Linked DNA regions of Bombyx mori: region 1 is linked to region 2. A link is a contact called in public Hi-C data. All regions are on one chromosome and are shown on one strand. Each heading gives the region's core, a stretch centred on a gene start, on an enhancer-like site or on the middle of the called end of the contact. The rest is flanking DNA. Distances are from core to core; before and after follow the strand shown.

Region 1 (7,060 bases), core at 646-3,145, 81 kb after region 2:
TATTTCAGCGTAACCTTAACTAGTAGGTGAGCTCACGGGGCTTAAACTTGACGACGTTGCTAACACGAACCCTAACAAGAGCCGTGCTTCTCAGAATCTACCAAACTATATCAATAAATTAAACTGATAATTCTTTCTATAACGTTATTCGTATCTTTTAAAGAAACTTATAAACTTGAATAAAGCGAGGGTCCCAAATGCAAGGAAATTAGGACAATGATGAGGGGGTGAGAGGTAAGGGATGAAGACGACAGCTGGTGAGCACGTGGAAGTGCAGCTGTCGATGCTGCTGCACGCCCGCACACTCGCAGCTCGCAAGCTGTTGGCGCACCTGCCACGAGCCAATTTTTTTTTTTTTTTTCATCATTCGTTTATCCATGTTTTTTTTAATACATTTCATAACATTTTACTTAGTAAGTAAATCTGGATAGATACTTATTTTACATAGCCCGTAACATAAATAATCATTTCTTCCTAAACTTGGGTTATCATAAAGTCATTACCTACATTTTTAAAATGATTATTAATGCGTTTCGTATGAAATTATTTACTAGGAAATGGTCATTAATTAAAAGTTAATTAAAAAGCGCAAAAATGTTATGTTACGATTTTGTTGCACAGAAAATATTATATGTGCAGACATGCTAAAAATATTAGTGACGCAATCGATACGTCTTTCTGAACATTGTCAATAAACAAATCTACCTACACATAACATTAATTTATGTATGAACGATTATCACCTATCGGACTAGCATAGATTATATCGTATTTCGCATTATATCCGCGGCATCTGGAACAGAACGCCGCCGTTTGTAAATTGCCTTTTTCGTTCATGGTACTAAAAAGTTTTAATTTCATTTAATGTGATCTAAGTGTCAGTGTCAGAAACTAAAAAAAGTTACTAAGGTACATATTATTTTCTAATACTACTTTTTAATTTTAGATCGTCTTCAGTACAATACATCCTAACATTATGTGTATATGCAAAATAATATTCTGAAAATGGAATTCCCATCGGAAAGACAAAATATATAGTTTGTTTTAAATTACTAAAATGAATCAGGAAAATGAATCGACCGAAGTAAATTCAGAAAATATAGCAAGCACTTCAGGAGGTATGTATAAAATCGTTGTTACCCATTTTCCTCCAGACTTTATTTGATTGATAAGAATTATAAAATAATCGGAATTTTGAGGTAAGAATTAATTTATTATAAAAAAAGATTATTTAACTTAAATCCTACCAAATTAGAGGAATGGGTGAAACTTTAGAGAGTGGAAATGAAAGTGTAGATGAAAAATACTTTACTATAGTGCACACCGTGTGTAGGGTAGTGGTAGATGTAAACATTATAAGAGACTCAATGTCATATTCATAAGTCTACTCAATGTGCATTAAATGATACTATTTATTTAATCAGTAATAGATGGAACCCTAGGCACTATCAGCAAGCAACTGTTGATGAAATGACCTTTGAAATTGGCAATGAGGGAAAATATTCCGTAAAATTGTTGAAGTTAATCGAAACTAGCTGTATTTTACGGGTAAATCGGATACGGATAAAATTACAGAATACAGATACATTGTACTACATTTACTTTTTTAATTATTGAATAGGAGTTTTCTTCTCGTTAACATTACAGTCTCAACTATAAAAATTAAATGTAAATAGAAAAATAGCAGAGTTTATTTTAAATTAAATACAACAAGAGAGCGAAACAATAAATTCATAATCTAAAAAATCACTAAATTCTTTCGGCGGCTAAGGCTATGATTGGTTGATTCGTTGAGAGCGAGAAAAAAAGATTCATATTCGTACGTGTTAGAAAGAGTTCGAGCTACAATCCTATAATCCACTACTTGCTGCTCGGCTCGCCCATCGCTGGCGCTGCATTATTAAACTCACTTCACTTCGGTAGTGTGAATGTTAACGTGAAACTCCGCGCTCTTCTTTAGTTGCTACTCGGTTCTGTCTGGCTGCGTTGACGTTTTGGAACTTCATACTATTTTGTTTTTGCAAGACGAGTGTCAGTGATTAAACAAAAACATAAGAATATACGTTTTATGCGTTACTAAAAAAAAGGAAAAATATACCAATGGAGTTGACGAAAGGTAAAAAATTGCTTACATAACCTCTGTATCAACATATGGAGAATTCAATTTTATGAGTTGTTGTTAGTATGTTAGTAAAGCATTTAGTTATAAATATAAAATTACAGAGATTCATGTCAAGTAAATTTTTCTTAATATGGTTTTACTTTTGTTAGTTGAAATTAATTAGTGAATAATATTTGATTGTTACCACAAATTTTGTGGCTACTTATTTAAACTTCCAAAATATATTATTTATTAATAAATATTGCTCATAAATATTTCCATGTACATATAATTATTTTAGTGATTAAATACATAAAAGTATAGTTTTTCAAATTGGACTTCATACTTTAAAAACATTTTAATCCTATTAGATTTTATTTAAAACTTCTTTTAAATTATATCAAGAAAAACAGCAACTCTAGCAATACAATGTGTTTTACAAGAGACTTATTTTCTAGAATTCTGAGTGTTTATTTCTAAGAATACTGTCCAGTAATCTCCAAATAGATAAGAAACTATCAACATTTTATTTTAATCACAACTTGAACAAATGCTTAATCTGAATTTTGTGTTCAGATTATAATTATGTTTTGTTCATGTTTGTTTTTTTTTGAACTTTACTCGTTTGAATTAATTGACCTTGTCTTTATGTACACAGTACCCAACGTGGCCTCTTGTTTTGTAACAGTCACTGCCTTTAAATTTGGCAATGGCAGCTACCTATATAAATTTCATGTTGTTTTTCTATTATATGACTAACATTTGTGGATGCTACTAGTGTAAAATTAATTGGAACGGAAGGAAAATCTAATACACTGTCTGTAATAATATTTTTGATTGTTTAAAAATAACTAGGTAGATAGCATTTAAAAAATTCAAATGAAACAAGTACCGCCATCTATCGAATGATTGTGGCATTGATTATGTATACGAATACAGCCGGCGACTGTCAGGCCAATCACACTAAACATCATTCTTTCCAATCAAATTCAAAATAAAAAGAAATTTATTCGTTTTCAATAATAAAAAAAAAAATCTTAATTTTATGAACATTAGTGACAAGTAAAATTTCTTAACCCACACGCTGTATCTACGTATTAAAAAAAACAGCTTAATTAAATTCATTTTCGGATGTATTTTCTTCATGAAACTTAGAAATCTATCAATAATACTGCGGCTCATAATTATATAATGCCCATATTGTTACAACAGATTGTGCCTTTATAAGACCTAATTAAATTAAATTCGATATCAGTCAATTGAGTCATTTATATGCCAAAGTTCGTCTTTGTAACAAAGTTTGTTTTAGTCATGGGAAACATTGAATGAATGATTTCTAATGTATAGGTAAGCACGTCCACTGACTGCGTATCTAACCTATGTATGGCGCGGTCGAAATAATGAGAATATTTAAAAAAATGCAATTGGTTAATAAAAATATTGCCAGTGCCATTCAGGGTACTTCCATAACTGATAGGTGTCGCTACTCGCGTTGTAGCGGCATGAATGCTAAATCCAAAAAATTTTTGTTAACCACTACATACCATTATTGCATTTTTTTGTCTACCTAAACACCTATTCTATTCTGGCTTCATCCTTACTGGACTGGAGTATAACGTACGCTATTCATAATATCAATAGACAGTTCTAATAATTTTGTAATAATTAATTCTAACTAAGAAAAGTTTGAAATTGATAAACGCGTAAAAAATTATTCGAATTTCCAAGCGACGAAGGATATCGCGGTTGTAGTCATTAAAGTTTGTTTATACGCTCCGCTCAATGCTGGTTTTAGTATGAATACACGCTCCATCTGGCGGACGTTCACATCCGTTTCCGGGCCTCGATCCTTCAGTTTGTTTTTTCAACTTTTATAATGATGAGAGTAACCAAAGTTTGTTTAGACGACATTAACAAACGTTTAAATTCATTCATAGTTTTGAACTCATTCATGGTGTCAGCTGCGAGCTTCGAGATTGACCGTGGGTCTGTAAGTTTGTTAGGTATAAATGCGTTATGCGAATGAAGTTGTGTAGCGATGCATTTGTACGCGACAGTCCTCGTAGATAACCAATCTTAACAGATAAGAGTAGAGCGTAGGCGCTACAGGCGAGGCAAAGGAATTCGAAAGCCGAGCGGCGACCACCCATAGGCATGAGAACATGGCCCCGTCCCCTTCCCCACGCTGTTTGCTCGCCGGGCACCGCCTCTCGCCGTTTCCCAAGCACCTTGCTAAATTTTACTGAGATTTTCTACTTGTAATAATTTCCTTCCAGATTTTTTGATATTAGAATGAATACATTTTTGGGTATTAATGCCTTGAAAACAAGCTTTCAGATTATTCACATTAAAAAAAAGTGCTACGGAATTTAATAAAAAAACTTCAAATACTGTTTGTCTAAATTCCGAAGGGGCTTTTTTTCAGAAAATTTAGGCTTTGACCCACCCAACAGTAAACTGCAGCCACATTCCATAGCCCCTTTTTTACGTTGTGTGGTCGCGGTTTCCGCCGAAGACGGCAACGTCGCGACTTAAATATGAATGAAATCCGGTCGGCTGTGAACGGTACGGCAACGTCGCCCCAGACGATGCCTGATTGAGAACTATCCCTCCCGCTTCGTTCTTAGCGCCTTTTTACATGACCACGATCACGGCACGGTCGCCGTGCCATGTGTGAAATAGGATTGTGTGAGTTATGATACCTATGGTATGATGGCCGTGTAATTAAAAATGCTTTTTTGCGGCACGGAGCTATGGTTTCGCCTCACCATTGGACGCGAAGTCGAAATCTCAATTTCATCACATTAACGACTATAAAGGATAATAATGATCCTTCTTCCAAACCCGAACATACGAAGATGTAATGATTACAGCTTAAACATTTTCCCGCACGGCGACCGTACCATGACCGCAGACGTGTGAAAAGGCACTGTTGTGAGAAATACTAAATCCTTTTTTTTATCTTGGACCACCTTTTACACTGTAGGTTGAAAATTGTAAAACATCAATTATGATAGATACTATGTACTGTGTTGTCAATTTACATATGACATATTCTTTTTAAATAGACATGTTCTGTATAAAGTCAGAATGAGTGCATTTTAGGTGTCCATTTAAAGGAAAATTTCAATTGTTACAAATTATCTTTTTTTTAATACTGAAGCAGACAGCTGTAAACGCACCCCAATGACGTAGATGTGGAACCCTCGTCATTACGCACGCATGCGCATTTAGGGTGGTCGTCGCAATACGATACCGCCACCAAGGCAGACGATGTGTACGACGAGTATTTCGACAACGATGCTTGAAGCCAGTCAAACGCCATTATATAAAGAAAATAAAATAAATCTTTCTGGATACATAGTGTATAGTTTTAGAGAAATGTGCATTCAAAGTGTTACGTGAATGTTTCGTGTCGTCGGATTCGTTTAGACTTAATAATTCAAAAATGCCACTATTCGTAGATACTAAAAACAGAAATGGTAAATATCGATCGGTGTGTTATTATGCGGCCATTGTTTTACGATGTTTTTCTGAATTTGTTACTTTTAATATAAATTTTCTATCTGTAATGATTTACGAACGTTTGTTTAGAACGTTTTAATATAAGTCTGTTTTACTAATTTCCATAATTGCCTCTGTAATTCAGTAACATGAATGATACTGTTTACTTGTTTACATAGTATCACATAACTTTACTATAAAGAAAAGCGTAATAGGTTTGGTTTTTTTGTTGTAGAATTCTTATTTGAAAAATACATTCTTATAGAGTAAATTTTACTGATATAGTTTACATTCTATGTAAATGTAGGTAGGTGCTACGGATTATCCGTCTGCTTCCTGTTTTAATAACGTATTTACTGTTGTTGACAAGCTCGTTAATGTTTACGAGAATTCGCTTTTTGTGCAGAGAGCTCGAGTTACAGTTGGATTGAAATTCCTTTCTCAGTAGGTATGAGTACTCCGCGTACTGAATGCACGCAAACCGAGGGGGGTATGAGGTTCGCCGGGAGGGGAGCGCCGGGGATTGGAATGTCGATGACGCAGCCAGCCGGGTCGGCCATGGCCGCGTACTTAGTCTTGTCGTCATGTGAAAATGTTTTTGAACCCAATTCTCCGGGCCCAGCTTACAAAAAAATAACAACCTAATTCAACTTAGTCATAATTTTGGGTCCGATGCTAATGTCCGATGTACAGATTATTCAGATATTAGGATAATTGAGTCGTCTATTATCAAAGGCGGCAATCTGTACATTTGGACAAAAAAAAATTATTGATATGTCAATACAGATTTATTTGAATATAATCGTCTCCTTCAAAGAATACGGTTCAAAACCTGCATTAAATAAAGGTTAATAGTTAACCTGTTATTTATCTAAGATGTCGTTCCGAAGAGTTTTGTGACTGCCAATGGAATACAAAGTCAATAATTCGTTTTTCTGATTTACCTATCATTGTCCAAAAGTCAGATTGCCGCCTTTGATAATAGTCGACTCAATTATTGTTACGATGTTTATTTAACAGTTGATAGTTGTTTACAGATACAACAATTTCATTAATGTACTATTTTAATCGTCACTTACTAATTATTAAAGAAAGTTATTCTAATTAACGATTGAATTAGTTTATATGTATCGATAGTGCGTAATGTGAACTTATTCTGTTGTTACAGTTGCTAAAAATGGAGCTGCCGCCACGTTGGTGATGTTAAAAAATGCGCGGGATGCAAAAATGCGACCTTTCATTGGTCCGCTCATGTTATCCTCATGCGAGTCCTCAACGACATCCACACTCCCGTCACCGTCGTCGTCAGCTGATAAAACGGATAATCACGACACATTCAACTTCCTTCCTGATATGCCCGACATGCGTCGTGAAGAGGAACGTCTGAAAACATTTGATCAGTGGCCCGTTACGTTTTTGACGCCGGAACAATTGGCCCGCAACGGATTCTACTAC
Region 2 (7,068 bases), core at 606-3,105:
GCGAAGAAACTGCCGCATTGTCATTGTCAAATAGCACCTCTAGTACTTTCGGAGTGAAGCAAGAATACATACAGCACGTACAGACGCGAATCCAATACGATCTAAAATAGTGTAAGCGCCTTTATCGAAGATAGCGGGAATTGTTGTGGAAAAATGTTGTTAATGTTATTTTTAGATTGTAATTGGTATTTGAAACGATATTGAAGTGGGGAATTACATGGTTTATAACCACGAATAATTGTTTTATTGAACGTAATGTGACGGCAACGCGAAATTTGTGCTAATAATGGCCATTCTGTCTGGTACGTTAGTTTGATAGTGCCCTATTTCTCTATATAATCTCGGGGTCCTTAGTTTTCATTTAGAACTTTTTACATTTGCACTCTCTCTGCCTTGAGAATCGCTCGTGTTTCTGCAATATGAAGTTCTCCAGTACGCATTACGCAGTAATTTTTAATTATATTCAAATTCAGTGGAAAAAATTGTTTTTGTATAGTTTTGAGCTGTGCAATAACGATTACTATGTTTTTCCTTTGCATCTCTCGTATTTTTAATGGAACAAATATATTTCTTATTTATTTTAAGATAGCGCAAAAGTTCCTTATCCAAAATCAATCCAAATTTTTTTTACTGGTGGTAGGATCTCTTGTGAGTCAGCGCGGATGGGTATCACTACCCTGCCTATTTCTGCCGTGAAGCAGTAATGCGTTTCGGCTTTAAGGGTGGGACAGCCGTTGTAACTATACAGAACTATACTTGAGACATTAGAACTTATATCTCAAGGTGGGTGGCGCATTTACGTTGTGGATGTCTATGGGCTCCAGTAACCACTTGGTAAACAGGTGGTGTGTGAGCTCGTCCACCCATCGAAGCAATAAAAAAAAACATTTTTGATCAGCATTCGAAAAAAAATAAAAAAATAGTTAATTACTGACTATATTAGGTATAAATATGTGATATATATATATTTTTTTTTATAACAACGAGATATATATTAATACGGTATATTATTATGTAAATGGTTGATTGATTAGACGACCCACCCAAGATAAATGGCATCTCATATCTTGAGACATTTCATTTTCATGCATGCTTGCTTCAAGTTTGAGCTCACAATTAATCTATACCATCATAATTATTCAATTTTAATTGTAACGATAATTTTTTTTTTGTTATCATTTTTATCAAACCTTTTTTAAAGATATTATAGTGAGGGTTATTCGTAAACATATGACAGGTACGTATTTTAAATTAAGTGCAGTAATACTATTATTAGGTAACAATATGTGTGACAGTTAATACTTACATATTGTTTAATCACAAATGGTACCTATTATTTACAGTATATTTATTAAATATAGTATACGACCAGTATTTAGGGATCCAGAGACGAAAGCTCTATGCTATATAAAGAATGAGCGTTTCTACACCAGACTATTAACACCACTAGATAATGAAATCTTCCTACGTTGTCGGCCGAAGTTTTTGGTTATCAAACACAACTATTGGGCCTTCCAGATTTTCTGAAGTCCGCCCATTCATCCTAAGGCGAGGTCTCTGGACGAGCCTTTTGTAGTTTTGTGATAAAATATAATTTTTTTACCATACCTAATATAATCAAAAGGTTGGTATGTAAATTATTAAAATGTAAGTGAAAGTTTTCTGCTTTCGGGTATTTATCAGAGAGAAATTTATGGAACGAGCTCATGTCCCAATAGGACAACCTAAATATCTTTTTCGTCTTCTCATTCTTTTTCGTTTACCTATTACTGGTAACTCGAGGTGTAATGCTATACCGAACATGTATACGAGCTCTATGGGTTCAGTCAGAGAGACCGAAATACCGCTATCCGCTTGGAAACGTGAGGTAGAGTTAATGCGAGTATTTGCATTATAATAAACTACATCCACGTCTCTTACACTAATGCTTTTACTGGCGGTAGGACCTCTTGTGAGTCCGCGCGGCCTATTTCTGCCGTGAAGCAGTAATGCGTTTCGGTTTGAGGGGTGGGGCAGCAGAACTTATTCTCAAGGTGGGTGGCGCATTTACGTTGTGGATGTCTATGGGCTCCAGTAACCGCCTAACTCCTGGTGGGCTGTGAGCTCGTCCACCCATCTAAGCAATAATAATAATACATTTAATAGTTCAACTGAATACAAAATAAATTGTAGAACAGAAGGATTTTCGCGAGCTTTAATATTTCACGGAACGCGAGAATGTCATTACGCAGGAATGAAGCAAAGGGTAACGGGCCGAACGTTGTTCGTCGGGTGTTCGTTTTGTCTGATCAAAGGCGGTTTTTTTTAAATAAAGGTGAAGTGCGTTAGTTCGCCACGGCGCTTGAGGCGTCTGAGCGAGAATAGTGGCGCTCGGAAATAGCTCAGACGACGGCACACGTCGGCGGGATGCATTTGGAAATGTATTAATATGCGAAAGTCTGCTAGACGGAATGATTCAGCGCGATAAACCCCGCATTCCATTTGATTTGGCGTCCCTAAAGTTTTTTCATTGTTGATTAACCCGACGTATATCAAAAGGTCAAACAGTGTTCCGTTTTATTTGAATAATGAATTTATGTACTCCAGTTTTACGCATACCTCTTTTTTTTATTTATGCAACGTACACCAAATAAGCGAGTTTGTCTGCTCGTATGCAATAAGAGAATAAAGTCCTGTAAATGTTTTTATCAGATCACAAACATTTGTAAAACCCAATGTCGGTCCCGTTCCCAATTTGAAAATGCGTAATAAATTCCGGGGCAAAGCTTTTTATATTCCCATGAATTCCGACTTTTTTATTACTGTGCGTTATCGCTTCCAGATAATTCTACCACACACCATGACCACTATCAACAATATTTTTTTGTATTCATTACATATTTTTTTGGTTTAAATGTTTTGTCGCCAGCCTCAATAATGTTTACTCGGTGTAAATAGGTATAATTTCAAAACGATAAAGTTATTAGCTCACTACATCACGTTCGCATGGATAGTTACCACCGTCCAGCCTATTCTGGCTTGATGGGTGGGGCAGCCGTTGTACTGTAAAAACGGAGACTTAGAACTCTTGTCTCAAGCCTTACGTCTAGCAGGTGGCATTGACGTTTAGATGACTCTGAGCTCCGGAACAATTACTCCATCCATCTACGCGAACAATTAAAAAGAAAAGTACTTAAACTTTTCTGTCGTCGCGGTTCCATTAGGTATGTATAGAATGGTGTACAGCAGTCTTTCTCAAAGTGGGCGATAACGCCCCCTGGGGGGCGTTTGAAACCTAGAGGGGGGCGTTAAGGGGTCCAGGAAAAAATGGGGGGCGTTGATGTGGGTTAGGGGGGCGCTGTAAAATTTGTAATTTCATTTACTTTATAGTATTTTAAATTTTACTAAAATTAAAACTCACCTACTACACAATAACGAATAATTAGTTTATATTTCTACGCTGTATGATGTTATAAAAACTTAAAATACAGTCAAACCTGGGTAAGTGAGAACTGGATAAGTGAGAAAACTCTATAAGTGAGAGTAATAGCCAGGACCCGTCATTTTAAGCTCCCAAAACCTCTATTAGCGAGAAACAGAAACCTCTGTAAGAGAGAGTCGTTTTTCCCTTATGGACCTCCGTAAGTGAGACTGCTACTTATCTTTACCTCTATAAGCGACAGTCGAGCTTTATTTAAATATATTATTTAGGAGGAACAAATGACAAAACAAATTCTGCTATTTTATGACTCATTCGTAGCTTTCATGGAACTTCCTACCATTGTTTTTGTATTGTTTTCTCGTCAATATTGAACCTTGTGTGAAACTAAATAACCTTGTTATTTTATCGCATTCTTTTCGAATGGACACGTGTGCCTGTGTACCGTTCTCTTTGTCGGACTTACTCTTTTTTTTTTATCGTTAATTGCGAAGGAAAGTTCTGTTCTGCATCATATTAAAACGGAAAATTAATGTACTGTCATTAAGTGATAAACTTAAAATAGTGAATGCGTTTCAATCCGGAAAACCGCGAAATGAAATTCAGAGAGTGCATTAGAGAGAAACTCGGTTTAGTGAGAAACCTCTATAAGCGAGAATGAGATTGTGCTCCCTTGAACTCTCGCTTATCCAGGTTTGACTGTAATTAACATAGATTTCGTAGGATAGCCCACACACCGTACGCAATCAAGTTGTAACAAGATTCTGCGGAACATGATCGATGATAGTTAAAAAATTAGAGCAATTTTACCTTAATTACATTGCGCCAGAAATTATTTTAAACATTAGAAAAAAAAAAACTACCATGCAGAGTTTTAAAATATTACACATACGTAAACTAACACAAATTGAGGTTTTCTTTACTTTCTTTCTTGTTTTTAACATAAGGGCATTTTAAAGCATTTTTCTAGCATGTTATAAGAAATTACTGATGTAAGAATCATAATTTTTATATAAAATGGAACTGCTTATATAATTATTGTTCAAAAACTTGTCTTAGATTATTATTTTTTACAATTTACCCATTACCGTCCAATGTCAAATAGTATAGTATAGTAAGCCTAAACAGCCCACTTATTGTAAACATTGTTTACTATTTTATTTCTATATAATAATAGATTGGGGAAAAAGTTCCTTCGCAATTTTTAAGAAAATTCACATTTTTTAATATAATTTATTCACATTTAAGTAAAGTATGTCGGTACCATTTTGTTCGATAACTTTTTGCCATCTTGTAGGTAGGGACATGATCCCATTGCTATAGAAATTTTGGGGCTTCTGATCAAAATACCGCGACAATTGGTTTTGGCAGTCCTCTCGTGATGTTAACCTGACACTGCCTAAAGAATTCTGAAGAGGCCGAAACAGGTAGAAATCTGAAGGTGCAAGGTCAAAACTATATGGCGGATGCATTATAACACCTCCCAGTCAAGCTCTCTTAATTTTTGCTGAGTGGCTAAAGATGTGTGAGGTCTAGCGTTATCGTGATGAAAAACCACACCCCTTCTGTTGTATAATTCCGGCCGCTTTCTCTCAACTTCTTGCTTTAATCTCATTAGTTGTTCGCAGTTGAGTTCAGAATCGATGGTCCTGCCTGGTGGTAACAGCTCATAATGTATAATGCCCTTCCAATCCCACCACACACACAGCATCACCTTGTTGCGAGTTAACCTGGGTTTCGCCAGAGTCTGTGAAGCCTGATCGGCCTTTGACCACAACCTTTCTCGTACGTTCTTGTCGTACGTGATCCACTTTTCATCAGCAGTTATCAGCTTCTTCAAAAATGGTTCGGTTTCATTACGTCGTAATAAAGAATCACAAATTAGTATACGGTTCATTAGGTTTCTTTCAGTGAGCTTTTTTGTGTACCCAGTTTTTTTCAAATGCGCCATTACTATTTTGTGGTCAATTCCTAGTTCTTCAGTTACGTTGAACTACTGATATGCCGATCTTGCCCCACTTTTTCAAAAATGGCATCGATTTTATCCGTAATAAGGCGACCAGAGCGACGTGCATTTTTGACATCAAAATTTCCGGATTGAAAACGCTTAAACCAAATTTGTGCTACTCTCACAGACACATCACTAGGTCCATAAACAACGCAAATTTTTTTCACGGCTTGCGTTGCTTTTTTCCTTTTTTTGTAGTAAAATTTTCAAATGTATCGATTGTCTTCATTAGATTCACTCATCTTGACAGTACGAAAAATAAATAAAAATCACACATCTTCCTAATTTTAATTTGGAATTATCTTCTTTCGAATTTAAACTTTTAATGATACCAAAACCAGCCAGATACAAATAGTATAGCCAAAGAGATTTTATTACAAGTTCATACATTTTTAAGCTCTTGCATAGCTTTTATCGCGGGCCTTGAGCGCGGCGACCGAATCATGAAATTCCGTAACGAAAAAAACCTAACACCCCTCACTCCGCCTACCATGTAGCTCGCGTTCAACACATTCACACGTTGCGCTTGTGTAGTGTTTGTGAATAAGCGCGTGGCGTGATGTCACACTGCATGCAAATCCTAAAAAGTCTGCCCATCTCTCTCTCACGCGCTTTAGCTTATGAGTGTGAAGGGGACAGTTAAGGTTTTGCCTTTATTAAGGTTTAATATAGCGTGGCCTTGTTTTATTATTGTTTTAATATTAAATTATCATTGTCTAATTATAATGTCATAAGTTGATAAAAAATGCTATGCAACAGCTTTACCGCCGCAGTTCCCGAGTGCCACACTTTTTTTTGTGTCAGGTGGAAATCGCCGGATTTCCGCCTTTCACTAACCGACTAAAACCTCCTGTCGCTCAACAACCAGCATCCAAACCTCGCATGAGACAGAGCTCATGAAAAGGCAAAGGGGGGAAAGTGAAGTGCTTAGTGCGGAGCACATCTCTCCCATCACCCTCCCCCTCGGGATGCCGGACTGGCGGTCGTCGGCGCCACAACCACCAGCCCTCTCGGTCGGCAGGCTGTCCGAAGCCCGCCTAGATGGCGCCGGTTAGAATGGTCTATCCTACGGAATACCCCGCTGGGTCAGAACCAGGGCGGGTTGGGGATAGCCGGCCTTCCATCACCCGGATGCTCATACGTAAAACGTATGCAGAGCAGCTTGCACGTCGCGGCGTCGTCTTCTTAGGCCCCCTTCGCCGGTCCCCAGGCCGACATGTGAGGGAGACCCGAAACACTTAGGAGGGCCAGGGCTTGGGCGAGATCCGCCTCCCTGGACCCCGCTCGACGGGGGCGGGCCTGTGCATCTCTCACGCGCCCCGCCGCCTCGTTTTGCGAGATGGTGCACTCGCAGAAGTCGAGCATCGCCTTCCACGACTCGTCGTCACCGAGCATCGATGCCAGAACACTCGGCAACGACAAGTCGTTTCCTATTTTTGCGACGAGGACACGCCGCCACCCCTCCCATGCGGGGCAGGCGGCGATCGTATGCTCTGCCGTGTCCAAGTCGCAACCACAATGGTGGCACTCTGCCGTCGGCTCGGCTCCGATCCGGTGTAGGAACTCACCGAAGCAACCATGCCCAGTGAGTAACTGCTTGAGCCGGAAAGTGAGGCGTCCTCTGTCACGATTCACTCAATTC

Evidence for each region. Hi-C and Micro-C count contacts between places; a contact is called where the count stands out from the background.
Region 1: a contact with region 2 is called in a Hi-C map of midgut, with 3 times the contacts expected there. The contact joins the promoter of Iap here to the enhancer-like site in region 2. A contact is called at or near these places in 4 of 7 Hi-C or Micro-C datasets (middle silk gland, midgut, posterior silk gland and 1 more).

The regions. Positions count from the first base shown.
Region 1 is chr23:8,318,487-8,325,546 of ASM3026992v2, forward strand. Iap (inhibitor of apoptosis protein) reads left to right here and starts at 1,896. Exons shown (of 2, transcript NM_001043559.1): 1 at 1,896-2,116; 2 at 6,774-7,060. The coding sequence starts at 2,101.
Region 2 is chr23:8,237,311-8,244,378 of ASM3026992v2, forward strand. It overlaps a transcript of iap2 not described here. Among protein-coding and RNA genes, the nearest start is that of LOC119630303, 16 kb to the right of the region's middle. Within about 2 kb of position 1,856, at least 3 of the 8 cell types and tissues checked have open chromatin away from gene starts, as enhancers often do.